Regions from separate parts of the Sus scrofa genome. Here region 2 is linked to region 1. Evidence: chromatin contacts called from public HiChIP or PLAC-seq data. All regions are on one chromosome and are shown on one strand. The core of a region is the stretch at or near the end of the contact, and the rest is flanking DNA. Distances in the headings are between cores, read along the strand shown.

Evidence for each region. HiChIP or PLAC-seq counts read pairs in DNA pulled down with a chosen protein or histone mark.
Region 2: a contact with region 1 is called in an H3K27ac HiChIP or PLAC-seq map of skeletal muscle, with 5 times the contacts expected there. The contact joins two enhancer-like sites. A contact is called at or near these places in 1 of 47 Hi-C or Micro-C datasets (embryonic fibroblasts) and 1 of 2 datasets of contacts at active chromatin or transcription factors (skeletal muscle).

What each region holds. Positions count from the first base shown.
Region 1 is chr12:53,720,046-53,726,329 of Sscrofa11.1, reverse strand. MYH10 (myosin-10) reads left to right here. Exons shown (of 44, transcript XM_021067863.1): 7 at 5,020-5,112. Among named protein-coding and RNA genes, the nearest start is that of MYH10, 58 kb to the left of the region's middle. Within about 2 kb of position 1,694, at least 6 of the 83 cell types and tissues checked have an H3K27ac peak or open chromatin away from gene starts, as enhancers often do. A contact at or near this core is called in skeletal muscle, where this site is marked.
Region 2 is chr12:53,851,991-53,858,384 of Sscrofa11.1, reverse strand. No RefSeq gene overlaps it. Among named protein-coding and RNA genes, the nearest start is that of CCDC42, 29 kb to the left of the region's middle. Within about 2 kb of position 4,809, at least 21 of the 83 cell types and tissues checked have an H3K27ac peak or open chromatin away from gene starts, as enhancers often do. A contact at or near this core is called in skeletal muscle, where this site is marked.

The DNA of each region.
Region 1 (6,284 bases), core at 445-2,944:
CAGCCGTGCCATGTTTCATAGGCGCCAGCCCGGGTTCTCACTTCGCTTTTCTTCCCCAGCACACAGGAGGACGGTGTGACACTCCTGAGTGTAGGGGCTGGTCACACCGCGGGGAAGGTCATTTCAAGAACTTCCTTCTTTCCCCACACCCCCCCCTCCCGGGTGCCCCTGGGCCAACTTCCCCACCCCATTTTGAGGACAACCGCCGTAGAGTAATGGTTATGCTTTGCAAGGCCAGTGTTTCAGTTTAATCTCACTGGTTTCTGAATCGTTTGTTTGTTTTCACTGTTTTTTTAGGGCCGTATCTGTGGCATATGGAAGTTCCTAGGCTAGGGGTCGAATCAGAGCTACAGCTGCTGGCCTACACCACAGCCACAGCAACCAGGATCCGAGTCACATCTGTGACCTACACCACAGCTCACGGCAACGCTGGATCCTTAACCCAGTGAGCGAGGCCAGGGATCGAACCCACAGCCTCATGGATCCTAGTTGGGTTCGGTAACCACTAAGCCACGACTGGAACTCCTGGTTTCTGAATTTACATTGAGCTTTACAGACAAAACTTGCTCAGATTCCTAGGAAGCATTTGTATAAAATGCTAGCATTTTATCACTAGACAGCAGTGTAAATTATAAAAACAAAGAAAGATTTGTAGGCTCCTGATTTTGTTTTTCATTTATTTTTCTCTTTGCTCTTTTTTGAAGACAACTTTATTGAGGTTTCAATTCATGTCCTACAAAGGCTCACCCTTTTAAAGTGGACACATCACTGGTGTTTTAGTGTATTTGCGAACCATGAAATAATGACCACAGTCAATTTTAGGACATTTTCCTCACCCCAAAAAGAAACCCTGAACCTATTAGGAAGCAGCTTCCATGTCCTCCCAGGCCTTGGAAATCACGTCACTCCTTCCTGTCTCTGGATTTGCCTGTCTGGGTAGTTTTTGGGGCCGGAGTCATGTAAAGTGTGACTGTCTTTCCTGTAGCATAATGTTTCAAGTTCATCCATGTCGAAGCTTGTGTCAGTGCTCCATGCCTTTTTTATGGCCAAATCATAACCCGTTATGTTAAATTTGTCACATTCTGTTTTCGTCACTCGTCCATTGGTGGCCATTTGTATTGTTTCCACGTGGGGGCCGTTACGAATAACGTTGTGGTGTCCACGTTTCCACGCAGACCCATCTGTCTTGCTCCTGGTGGGGGGTGTGCCTGGGAGTGCAATGGCTGGGTGCGGCAACTCTTTGAGCGTGTTGAGGAACTGCCAGACTTTGCCGAAGAGGCTGCCCTGCCCAGTGTTACCCTCCCACCAGCCATGCAGGTGCAGGCCGCTTTCTCCACTCGCTGGCCAGCCCTCATCACTGTCTTTTTATTAAGGCCAGCCTAGCAGTGTGACGTGATCAACCTTTTATGTTGGCTTTATAACTTAATCTTCATTATGGAAACGTAAACAAACATAAGAGAGATGTTCAAAGCTGAGGTTACAGTATTTAAGAATAGACATTGGATAAACATTTACTGATAAACTTTACTTTTTATAACAAAATGAAGCCTCTTTTGCCGTAATGGCCCAGCCAACTGCAAGTCCACATTCAGGGCCCTGTTCCCACGTGGCAGGTGGCTGTTACAGGCCCTCGCTGGCTGGCATAACCTTCAGGAACATCCGAAGCCTGGACACCTGCTCTGTGACTTGAGAGCAGATTTACAGATGGCTCATTTCTAAAACTTGACCGTCCCCTAAGAGTGACTCCTTCAAGCCAGCCCCCCCACCCCATACCGACTCCTGAGTCATCCATATCTGGGTGTCAGCTTCCAGCTGACTTGGTGTTAACTGGACTCAACTGTCTTGAGCTAAGACGAGAGGTGACAGAGAGGAAGTAGCAATGCAGAAATCTGAGCCTGCGGTTGAGATCAGAGTCCAGTTCTCAGCATGGTGACTGGTTACTGCTGCCGCCAGCTTTCCACTCCCCTCTCGTGGTCAGCGGGACACCTGCAGCTTTGCGCATCAGGCCTGCAAGGGCCAGCTTGAGTCCAGCCTGAGGCCCCTGCTGGCTGAACTGGAGTTTTGAAAGAGGTGTATATTTTTTTTACCATTTTCAAACTCATCCTGTATCTTATAGCCTGTGTGCATAATACATGATGTAATAAACACAAGGGCATAGTTTTCATCACGACTGGTAAGCCTTTAAAAGCATCATGTAATTCTAAATGCCTAGAACTTTAAAAAAAAATAATTTAAATAGCTGATGCCGGTTTTCTCCCCCACATTCCCAAGTGACATTTCTTTTAGCGTGTAGAATAGAAACGGGGCATTGCCATCTAATTCTCGTGGAAAGGTTGGCACATAGTCACTGCCCCCTGATGGCCTGTAAATGGTTTCATCATTTGGTTGAGAGCTGTTAGCACTGTTTATCTAAATGTGAAATCATTCCGTGCAAAAATGATCAAATTTAGTAGACATTTCTTAAAGATCTTTTTTTTTTTTTTTTGCTTTTTAGGGCCACACCCGCAGCATATGGGGATTCCCAGGCTAAGGGTCAAATCAGAGCCGTAGCAGCCTACACCACAGCCAGAGCAATGCAAGATCCGAGCCGTGTCTGCGACCTACTCCGCAGCTCCCGGCAGTGTCAGATCCTTAACCCATTGAGCAAAGCCAGGGATCAAACCTATGTCCTTGGGATGCTAGTCAGATTTGTTAACTGCTGAGCCACAATGGGAAATCCTTAAAGGTCATTTTTGTGTGTTTTATAAGAGTCGCTTTGGGTCAGGCTTTTTGTGATCTAGGTATGAGTTTTTGAGAGCTTTGCTTGGTCTCCGAGATGTCAGAAATCCATTGGAAGACAAGTACCACCGCATCACGGTCAGCGTAGTGGCCCCAGTAGTAGGGACCCAAGACTGCAGCCACCACCGTTGCCATGAGGACGCTTAACCCAAGTCTCACAGCCCCTCTGGCTCAGCATCATCCCCAAGTGCTGGTAGAATATCCAGGACCTCTGGCTACCCATCCAGCCAGCAGACATTCCTGGAGCGTCATTTTGATGTGATATTAACCGACCCAGGGCAGGGCATACAGCCAGTGCCTTGAAGCCAATGGAAGAAAAAAATCGAATCGGGGTCAGTGGATCACACGTACACACATACACACTCTCACACACCCTAAGGAGAAAAGAACGATAAATTTGACCCAAAGAATCCCTGAAGCCGTGTCCAGGGAATATTAAAATACGGTGTTTCATCCTTGTTTTCCCTCCAAGTTAGAGAAACATTTTAAAGTCGCCATGATACAAATATCGTCCATCATCATCTTCAGGGCTTAGTGTGTAACTTTGAGGAGTCTGTCCTCTGACTCAGTGATCTGACTGCAGATACGTCATGGGAAGGCAGTGCCCTTACTCACCAAGTCAGTGTCCCCCTGACAGTGTCTACACTCTGATCACACAGACTGACCGAGGCTTAAGGGTTTCCAGAGCCCAAGCAGCGGTCGCAGAGCCGGACACCCAGGGCTTTGTGAGTTGTCAGCCACAGACGACGTGATGGCTGTGACCACTCTCCGCCAGGAGAAGCGCCCCTGTTCTGCCCAGCATCCTCCTGCGGTCTTCATCATGCCCTCAGCTGCTGCCCTGGATCCGGATGCCGTGTTGGAGACGTTTTGATGGCATGTAGCCTTGAGCAAGATTTTCATCAGAACTTGTCAGGTGTTTTGAAGTCCATAAACGGGAAGACCCCCTGCGCGGGGAGCATGCGTGTAAAGCTGAGAACGTGGGATGATGCCATTCCCGTGGCTTGAGGTTCCCGACTGGTTTCAGTTGCAGGCTGCAGTGAAGACGTGGAAAAACCCGGACAACCAGATAAATGCTCTGGAGTAGACGCGTGAGAGCGTAGCAGCTTCGCTGGGTCACGTGCTTCAGGGACATTCCCACCCTTTCACCAGAGCCTGCCACCCGCCTGACGTCTAACCATCTCGGGTAGACGCCGAGGCTGCGTGTATGGCATAGATTTGAGATTTGTGCCTGATTTTGCAGCGGATGGCAGTATAGCCCATCGGACAGTAACTGGCCATCCATTTAAAGAATCTTATGTGGGGTTCCTCCTGCTCCTTTTTTGCAGAGAGAATCGTATGAGCAAGCAGTGTTCATTCCTTTCTTTAGGTCTAGAATACTGTGGGTATTTTAAAATACAGGGGTAAGATGTGTGTTTGGAAAAAATCAGATTTATTTAAGTCCTACCATGTAATTCTGAAATTACATTCCAGAGGCCCAGCCTCACTTTGTAATGCTTTTCATGGCCAGGAACAGCCTCATGCAATCCCATGAAGTTTTCTGTGGTGTTTTAGGATTAAAGCACATATTAATATACTTATTTCTTTTGTTTGAAAACTCTGATTTATAGCTTAATTTGCAGGTAAGTAAGGACACTGGATAAAGCATACACTATGCCAAATACCCACACTTAGTTTTTAAAATGTGAGCAAGAATTCAGGAGCGTCACCATCTCCAAAATTGGCGTTGAGGACGTTACCCTGTCTGCATCATTAGGACGTTATGTGAAACCCTTGGAAAAATGCAAGTCTTACACCAGCACAATGGAAATTATTAGAATTTGCTGCCTTCAATCTTAAATCTTCGAAACAAGGCAAAGGGGAAATAAACAGAAGTAGAAGTATTAATATGTTCTTAGTTGAAGTATCATGCTAAATTCCATGAAAACCATTTGCTTTATTTTAAAAGTGCCCCACTCAATTTATGTGCCCTATCCTTAAATTTATCATCTGTCTAATGTGACATTTTTTTCCTCCTTGTGATCACTCAATAGATGCTAGTTCTTTTTCCTTTAGCAGAGCCCATTAAGACCAAGAATAAGAGGCCAACAGCAGAGTTTGCTGGATGGCAGATCAAATGAAAAGGAGGGAGGGAGGCAGTGTTGTGTTTGGTTTTTTCCTTGCCGACTGGAGCGGAGAGCCATTAGATTAACATATTTGCTTTTATCGATGTGCGTGTGTTTGTATGTGTGTAATGTCTTTTAGGGGGAACTTGAACGGCAGCTTTTGCAAGCAAATCCAATTCTGGAATCCTTTGGAAATGCGAAGACTGTGAAAAATGATAACTCATCTCGTTTTGTAAGTTTAAAAGCACCAACAGCTTTCAATTTCTCCAACTTCTAGTTAAATGTCTACTACGATCAAGCAAATAAAATACTTTCCTTCCTAATTGATGTAATATGGAACAGTGCTGGCCAGTAGAGATACAGTGCAAGTCACATGCAATGAAATATTTTCTCTCAGCCACATTTTAAAAAGCAAAAAAAGGGGGGGGAATGGGAAAGTAATTTAAATCACGTTTATTACATGACATATTTATTTATTATTATGTGGATATATGATGATGTAACCTCTCTGGATGTCTTCATGTTTGATTGGGGAGGATACACGATTATGGGGTTGGCGTGGAGTTTAAACGAGATGTGGATTGAGCACTTAGCACAGCGCTGGGCGTAGAAACACCCAGCAAATGAATTGGCTCTTGGATGGTGTCTCCTTGTTCTTTTCGTACCTTGCTGTTGCTGTGGGATGTGAGCTTCAGAATAATTTGCCGCTACTCTTACTTCTCTTTAGAGATTTCTTCTCAGCCGTTCGACTCTCTTAATTCCTTGAAAGCTTGACTTTCTCCCCTCAGTCTGACCAGCTCTCAGGCTGAGGCTGGTGTCCTAAGTGACAGCTGGATCAGTGCTCCAGGACCCCGCCCTTCCCATTCCAGCTGCTCAGCATCGATGCTCTCACAGCCCAGCATCCCTCGGCTGCTCTTCAACCAAAGGGGCATTCCTCCATCGGGGTTCAGTTACCCTGTGCACAGTCCCCCTGGAGAGAGCCACGCGTTTCTGTTCCCTCTACTTAAATCATTCACGTGAATTCTGTGTCTTTCCTCTGATAGTGGAAATACTGGTTAAAGTCATGAAAGCCAGAGTGAGAGACTTTAGTTCGCACAGTTGGGAATTGGGGTCCTGGTGGCATTTTTTACTTTGGGAGTGTAAAAATCAGTCTGCACAAGGATCTGATGAGGTGGTTTCTGAGGTCCTGGGAAGCTACCAGATCACCGAGGCCCCAGTTAGTTCAAGGGTAGCCAGATAACCGTCTGTGTGCATTTGCTCAGGCCACTGGAACAGAGCGCCCCAGACTAGGCATCTTCACCCGCAGAGATGTGTCTTCTCACAGCTGGAGGCATGAGGTCTGAGATCAAGGGGCTGGCAGGGCGGTTTCTTGCGAGGCCCCCGCCTTGGCTTGGAGACGGCCGT
Region 2 (6,394 bases), core at 3,560-6,059, 130 kb before region 1:
GATCCTCATCCTAAAACTGTGGTCCCCTCTCCCCGGCACGCCCAGTCCCTTGCCCTGTAGATTTTTCTCCGTAAGCGTATCATCTCGTAACACAGCACATAACTCGCTTGTTGATTTTGTGTAACGTCTATCTCCCTTATTAGAACGCAAGCTCCGTGAGGGCAGGTGCTGTCATCTGTGGTCACAGCAGTGTCCCCACCGTCTAGAATGATGCCTGGCACAAACATCGGTAGAGCTGGTACATCCATCAGCAGATGCTTGTAGGATGGAGAGATGAAGGGATGGACGAGTGAGAACTGATAAAATACCTCTACCACGGGCACTGCCAAAGGGGACACAGGGAACCCAACATCTGCTGGGGAAGTCGGCCACATCCAGGGGAGACCCCGACCAAATGTGGGTGCGCCTTGTTAGCCAGAGAGCAACTGTGTGGGATTGCTTGCCCTGCCCCCGGGATTCTCTGTGTTCTGGGTCACATCCTACATCTCAGAACATCCCTCGTAACTCAGAACATTGTCATAACCTCCTTTAAGAGTCAATCCCACTCACCGTGGCTGACCTGTCATAGTGAATGCTTACCATGGACCAGTCCCGGGTGCCAGACACGTTAAACCCCGTGTCTCATTTAATCCTCTCGACAATCCTACAAGGCATGTATTACCATAAATCTCATTTCTACAAAGATGATTCAGAGGTTTCATGGACTTTAAAATTAATACTTGGCGTTCCCTGATGCTCAGCAGATTCAGGATCTGGCATTCTCACTGCTGGGGCTCGGGTCGCTGCTGCTGTAACACGCATTTGATCCTTGGCCTGGGAACTTCCACATGCCATGGGCACAGCCAAAAATAAATAAAAATTTAGTCAAATATTTAATTTATTGACATTCAATTCACAAACCCTAGTTCTTCCTTAGCTTTGGCTTACGAATCTTACTCTATTTGTGTCCAACATAGTTTCATGATCACTTTTATACATTTATTTTTTTTTGGCCGTGCCCATGACATGTGTAAGCTCCAGGAATAGAACCCACACCACAACAGTGACCCCAGCCACTGCAGTGACACCTCAGGATCCTTAACCTGCTTCCCCACAAGGGAACTCCCACAAGGTCACTTTTTAAAAGACTTAGAAAGTTTGATGCTAATTACAAAGTTAAACCCCCTTAAACATTTAAAACTGCGTTTAAACACTTATTGTGTTCAGGTTCTTTTTGTGTACCTTAGTGGTCTGACTTAAGAAAACCTTTCCAAGTATTTCCATTTAAATTATTCTTCCAACAAATTAAATTTATAAATATGAACTTCGAGTTCTCGTAAATGTTCCCCTACTATATATAATTCAAGGTGTTTTCAGTTTAACATTATAAATCGGAATCAGTTGCATTCCTACTGGTTTTCAGTTGGAATTTCAAGATCTGTACTCTAACGAGGCCAAATGCTATTGAGCTATAAACAGATAAAGATCACATGGGCACAGATTCTTTTACATAAAAAAGTTAACACCGTGATTTGGATTCCCTTGACATTTCTATACTTAAATCTTGAAAGATGCTCACTCACCAAGGAAACTATAATACTCATGTCTCAGAGTTCCCGTCGTGGCGCAGTGGTTAACGAATCCGACTAGGGACTAGGAACCATGAGGTCGTGGGTTCGGTCCCTGCGCTTGCTCAGTGGGTTAACGATCCAGCGTTGCCGTGAGCTGTGGTGTAGGTTGCAGAGGCGGCTCGGATCCCGAATTGCTGTGGCTCTGGCGTAGGCCAATGGCTACAGCTCCGATTGGACCCCTAGCCTGGGAACCTCCATATGCCGCGGGAGCGGCCCAAGAAATAACTAAAAAAAGACAAAAAAAAAAAAAATATTCATGTCTCACTGTTTGGGGGGCATCGCCTTCTCTATTCTTCTGAGATGACAGACCCTCTTCTCTGCCCTTCAATGCTGTGTCAATGACCCCATAATTCAAAGGAGGTGCCACGTGGCCTGAGACGTCTAGATTCGCGTACGTTACACCCCTCCAGGAAGCTCTGCCCCCGGTTTGATACTTGCATCTCCGGCTTTTCAGATGAGTCAAGCCATCTCTATAGAAAGCAAAAGAGCTTTAGGCCAGCCGGAATCCTGCATTCTTTCCTATTCTATGGTCTCTTTGTCCCATGCAAATCTTAGCGATAGCTAGCTGATACCTGATTGAATGATGGCTTCAGAACTGGCTATTTTCCATCTCAAGGTGGAACATCTGTCAACAATGGGAACAGAGTCGAGGGTCAGCCGTTCCTTCCCAGGTCTGCGACGTCACACCCTGTATGTACTTCCTCCACCTGCAAGGTCAGCTGGCTCTCAGGGCAGGAAAAAGGGCTCTACGAGGAAGCCTCCCTATGTTGGATTTGATTTCCCTCTTGCCAGAAAGGTTAAAGGTCACCCAGATGGGACCAGAAGACACAAGCAGCAGAATTACAGCTTGTCACACTCCTCTGGAGGAAGCACAGGGGGCCCGAGTCCTTCTTTATTCATCTCTTTGAATTACAGTGAGGTTGGGAAGGCAGGTGGCATAGCTCCCATTCTTCATGCCCTCACTCATTCATTCCACACACGTTTTCTGCTCCTGTGTTCTGGGCGAAGTCGTTGCCTTCAAGGGGCTGACAGTCTGCAAGGGAGACTGCCGCCCAGAGCTGGGGGCTGAATGACGTTTGCAGTGTGAGCGGGGCGTTGATAAAGTGCAGTGGGGCTCAGGGGAGGGACAGCAAGATCCCTTGGGTGGAAGGCCATCGGGGAAGGCTTATGCAGGAGGGGATAGGTGACATTCATCTGTGTTTGCTGGGTACCTGCTGTATGTAGAAGGGGAGGGACTTGGGGACGAGTAAGAAAAAATTGACAAGGTAATTCATTTCAGGTTGCAGGGAGCTATCATTTACTGCTTACCACGTGCTGACATTATTCTAAGTGCTTTACATAGATTTAATAGATTTAATCCTCCCAGCCCTTCTGTGAGGCAGGAAACCATTCATATCCCCGTTTTGGAGGTGAGGAGGTCATTTCATTTATCTACAGCTGCATGGACATCCACCCCCAAACGTAGTGGTTTAAAGCAGCCATCCTTTTCTTGCGTCTGGAGCCAGGGGATCAGGAATCGAGGCAGGGCTCAGAGGCACAGCTGGCTCCTCTCTGCTCTGCAGTGTTAGCCGGGCTTGTGGCTGTGCCTGGAAGATCCCGATGGACTTGTCCCATGACTGGAGCTTCAGGCTGCCTGTCAGCTGGGACCCTCTTGTTGTCCCTTATGGGACCCTCTCTCCAGCAGGGTGGCCGGGACTTCTTTACACAGCGGTCAGCTTCCCAGAGTGCAAACGCAGAAGCTGCAAGTGACATTGCCTCATGCCCACCCCATTCAGTTGGTCCATAAATGTCACAGAGCCAGCCCCAGTTCAAGTGTGGAAGGGAAACTGACATGGGAGGCGTGGCGAAGTCACATCACAAAGGGCACACAGGATGGAAGGAATCGCTGAGGCTGTCTTTGGAAACCATCTCATGCCGACACAGGATGTAAATAACTTGCTCACAGTCGTACAGCTAACAGTTAGACTGTGGGGGCTCAGCAGGGTAAAGGCCAGGCATGCAGGAGTGTGGGGGACGTTTTAGATAGAAGGAGGCATGTGAGCGAGGGTCCAGAGACAGGAGAACCTGGAGCATCATTGCTCTGTTTGATGGATAAAGCAGGTAGACAAGAATGAAGCCATAAAGATACAATGGAATACGACTCGGCCATAAAAAAGAATGAGATAATGTCATTGGCTGCACCATGGAGAGACCTTGAGATGATTGCACTAAGTGAAGTAAGCCAGAGACAAATATCATATGATATCTCATATGCGGAATCTAAAAAAATGATGCAAATGAACTTACATATGGAACAGAAATAGACCCACAGACAGAGAAAACAAACTTCTAATTACCAAAGGGGAAAGGGCTAGAGAGGGATAAATTAGGAGTTTGAGGGTTAACAGATACACACTACTCCATATAAAATAGACAACCCACAAGGACCTACTGTGTAGCACAGGGAACGCTGCTCAATATTTTGTACTAACCTGTAAGAGAAAATAATCTGAAATATATGTATATATGAATCACTTGCTGTACATCTGAAACGAACACAACATTGTAAATCAACTATGCTGCAATTAAAAAAAAATAGAGTTCTCTTGTAGCACAGTGGGTTAAGCACCTGGCATTAGCATTGTATCAGCCTGGTTACCGCTGTGGTGAGGGTTCGACCCCTGGCCTGGGAAGTTCCACATGCTGTGGGTGTAGGGAACAAAACATTAAAAATAATAATAAAAAAAGAAAGAATGAAGCCAAACAGGTAGACTGGGGCCAGATGGCGGCTGACCTTGAACACGAGGCTGAACTGTTCGGACATGACTCTGGAGTCAGTGGGCAGCTATGGAAACATCTCGTGCAGAGGTGACTCGATGGGGACTGTGCTTTAGGGAGACGGAGGCAGCCGTGCGAGTGCAGGATGAGGGGAGGCAGCCTGATGAGTGAGGTCTCCTGCGAGTGACGGAGGCCTGATCGGGAGAGCACACCTGGGAGCAGAGCACTGGGTCTGAAGGCAGGAAACCCCACAGGCGAGCATCTGCCCCAACTAGGCATCTCGGCATTTTACAGACGAAAAAAACTGGACAAAGGACAAGAGAAGGGTGGGGCCTGGGAGTCCAGGTCTTTGCCCCGCCTCGTCCCTTTGAGCACAAGGGGCGTGTTCACAGAGGGGACCAGAGAAGTTGGGGCTCCAGTGACTTCGCTGTGGGGCATTGGCAGCGCGTGGGTGTCAATCACACGGATTGTCCAATGGGGAGATGCCTTGGACCCACAAAACCCCGCCCTCGAGGGGGACCCGCCCTCTTTCCAGGAGCCCAGTGATGGGGAGAGAGGTGGAGAGTGAGTGGAGGCTGAAGTTGCTGAGTTGCTTTGAGGGACTTCCTGAGGAATACATTTTTTAAAAAGCAGCAGGGAAGAGCAAAGCTCTTAGTTTGAAAAGACACAAGATTTTTTTGTGTGTTTCTGAGCCTGGTTGATCTCCGGCTGCGAGGCAGCTCCCCACCCCCTCCGTGCTAGCTGCTCCTGGGATCAGTATCATTTACTCTGACACACTTCATGCAGGGAGAGCTCATTTTGGCTTCCTCCAAAATTGGACACTAAATTTAGCCCTGGCCTCAAAACGCCTGATCTTTGAGCTCAACGTGTCTGCCTTGGCCCGGCCTGCGACAGCCACTTCTTATCACCATGGACGTTGTTCCTATTTGGGTCTCGAGTTGTCTTAGAAACATGCTTTGGTATGGTCGGTCACCGCCAAGAAATGTCAGCCAGAGCCCACCCGTCTCCCCGACGTCTCGGCCCTGTCTTTGTAAAGAACGTTCTCGCGCAGGAGAAGACGTTTCCCCCTGCCTTTCTGAGAGCTGGGGCCCTTGGGCCCCCTCCAAATTCTTTGGTCTCCTTTCCATCCACGGCAAGTTCCTTCCCTGCCTTCTCGTCCCCAGCATCCCCAGGAAAGGGAGGAAGCAGGCCGTCTCTGTGCCTGGGCCCAGCTGCTGGCCATCTGGATTCAGGCCTGTTAACCTCTGACCCTCGGCCATGAGCCTTCCTCTCACCTCCTTCCATGAATCCATGTTGGGAGAAGGAGTCAAGAGTCCGGGGAAGACCCCACTCCCCCCCCCCGGGGGGGTCCTTCCTGTGCCCAAGGAACTTTCATCCCACTGAGTTCCCGGCTCTGGGCCCTGCCCCTCACTTCACTATGACCTTGGGCTGGTCACTTGACTGTCCAGCCCAGCCTGTTTGCCCGTCTCCAAAACGAAGAGCGGAATGAGTGGGCCGCTAACCTTAGGGCGCCCCCCTACTCTAAAAACACGCCATGCCTCTCTGACCATGACCCATTTTTACCAGGGGAAAAGTGTCCTTTTAGCATGAAAGAGAAGAGTGTCACGCAGTGTCCCCCAGATATCCCTGTAGAGCGACGGTCCTGAAATAGACCAGAGTTCTAGCATCCCTTGCTGAAATCCAGAGACATGCACATCCCCCACCCCACCTTGACTCAGAACGATTCTGCAAGAGGCCAAGGCCATCCGATCTCATCTGTGATCGTCCAGACGATCCACAGAGCTCTAGAGATAAAAGCTAAATTGTCTAGGGCTGTGTTTCCCGAATTGCTCGCCGTGGAGCACGGATCCAATGTGACCTTGGCCTTTTGCCAATCCGTTGTCCAGGAAGTTTGGGGAAGGCTGGGTTCCTTTACAGCAGGACTTCTCAGAGCCTTGAACTCAGAGCACCCCTGCAGACATTTGGCTTCCCCTTCAGGACAGCCTTCATCTTTGTCCTTGGGTGATTTCCATGTCACTGGTGAGCAG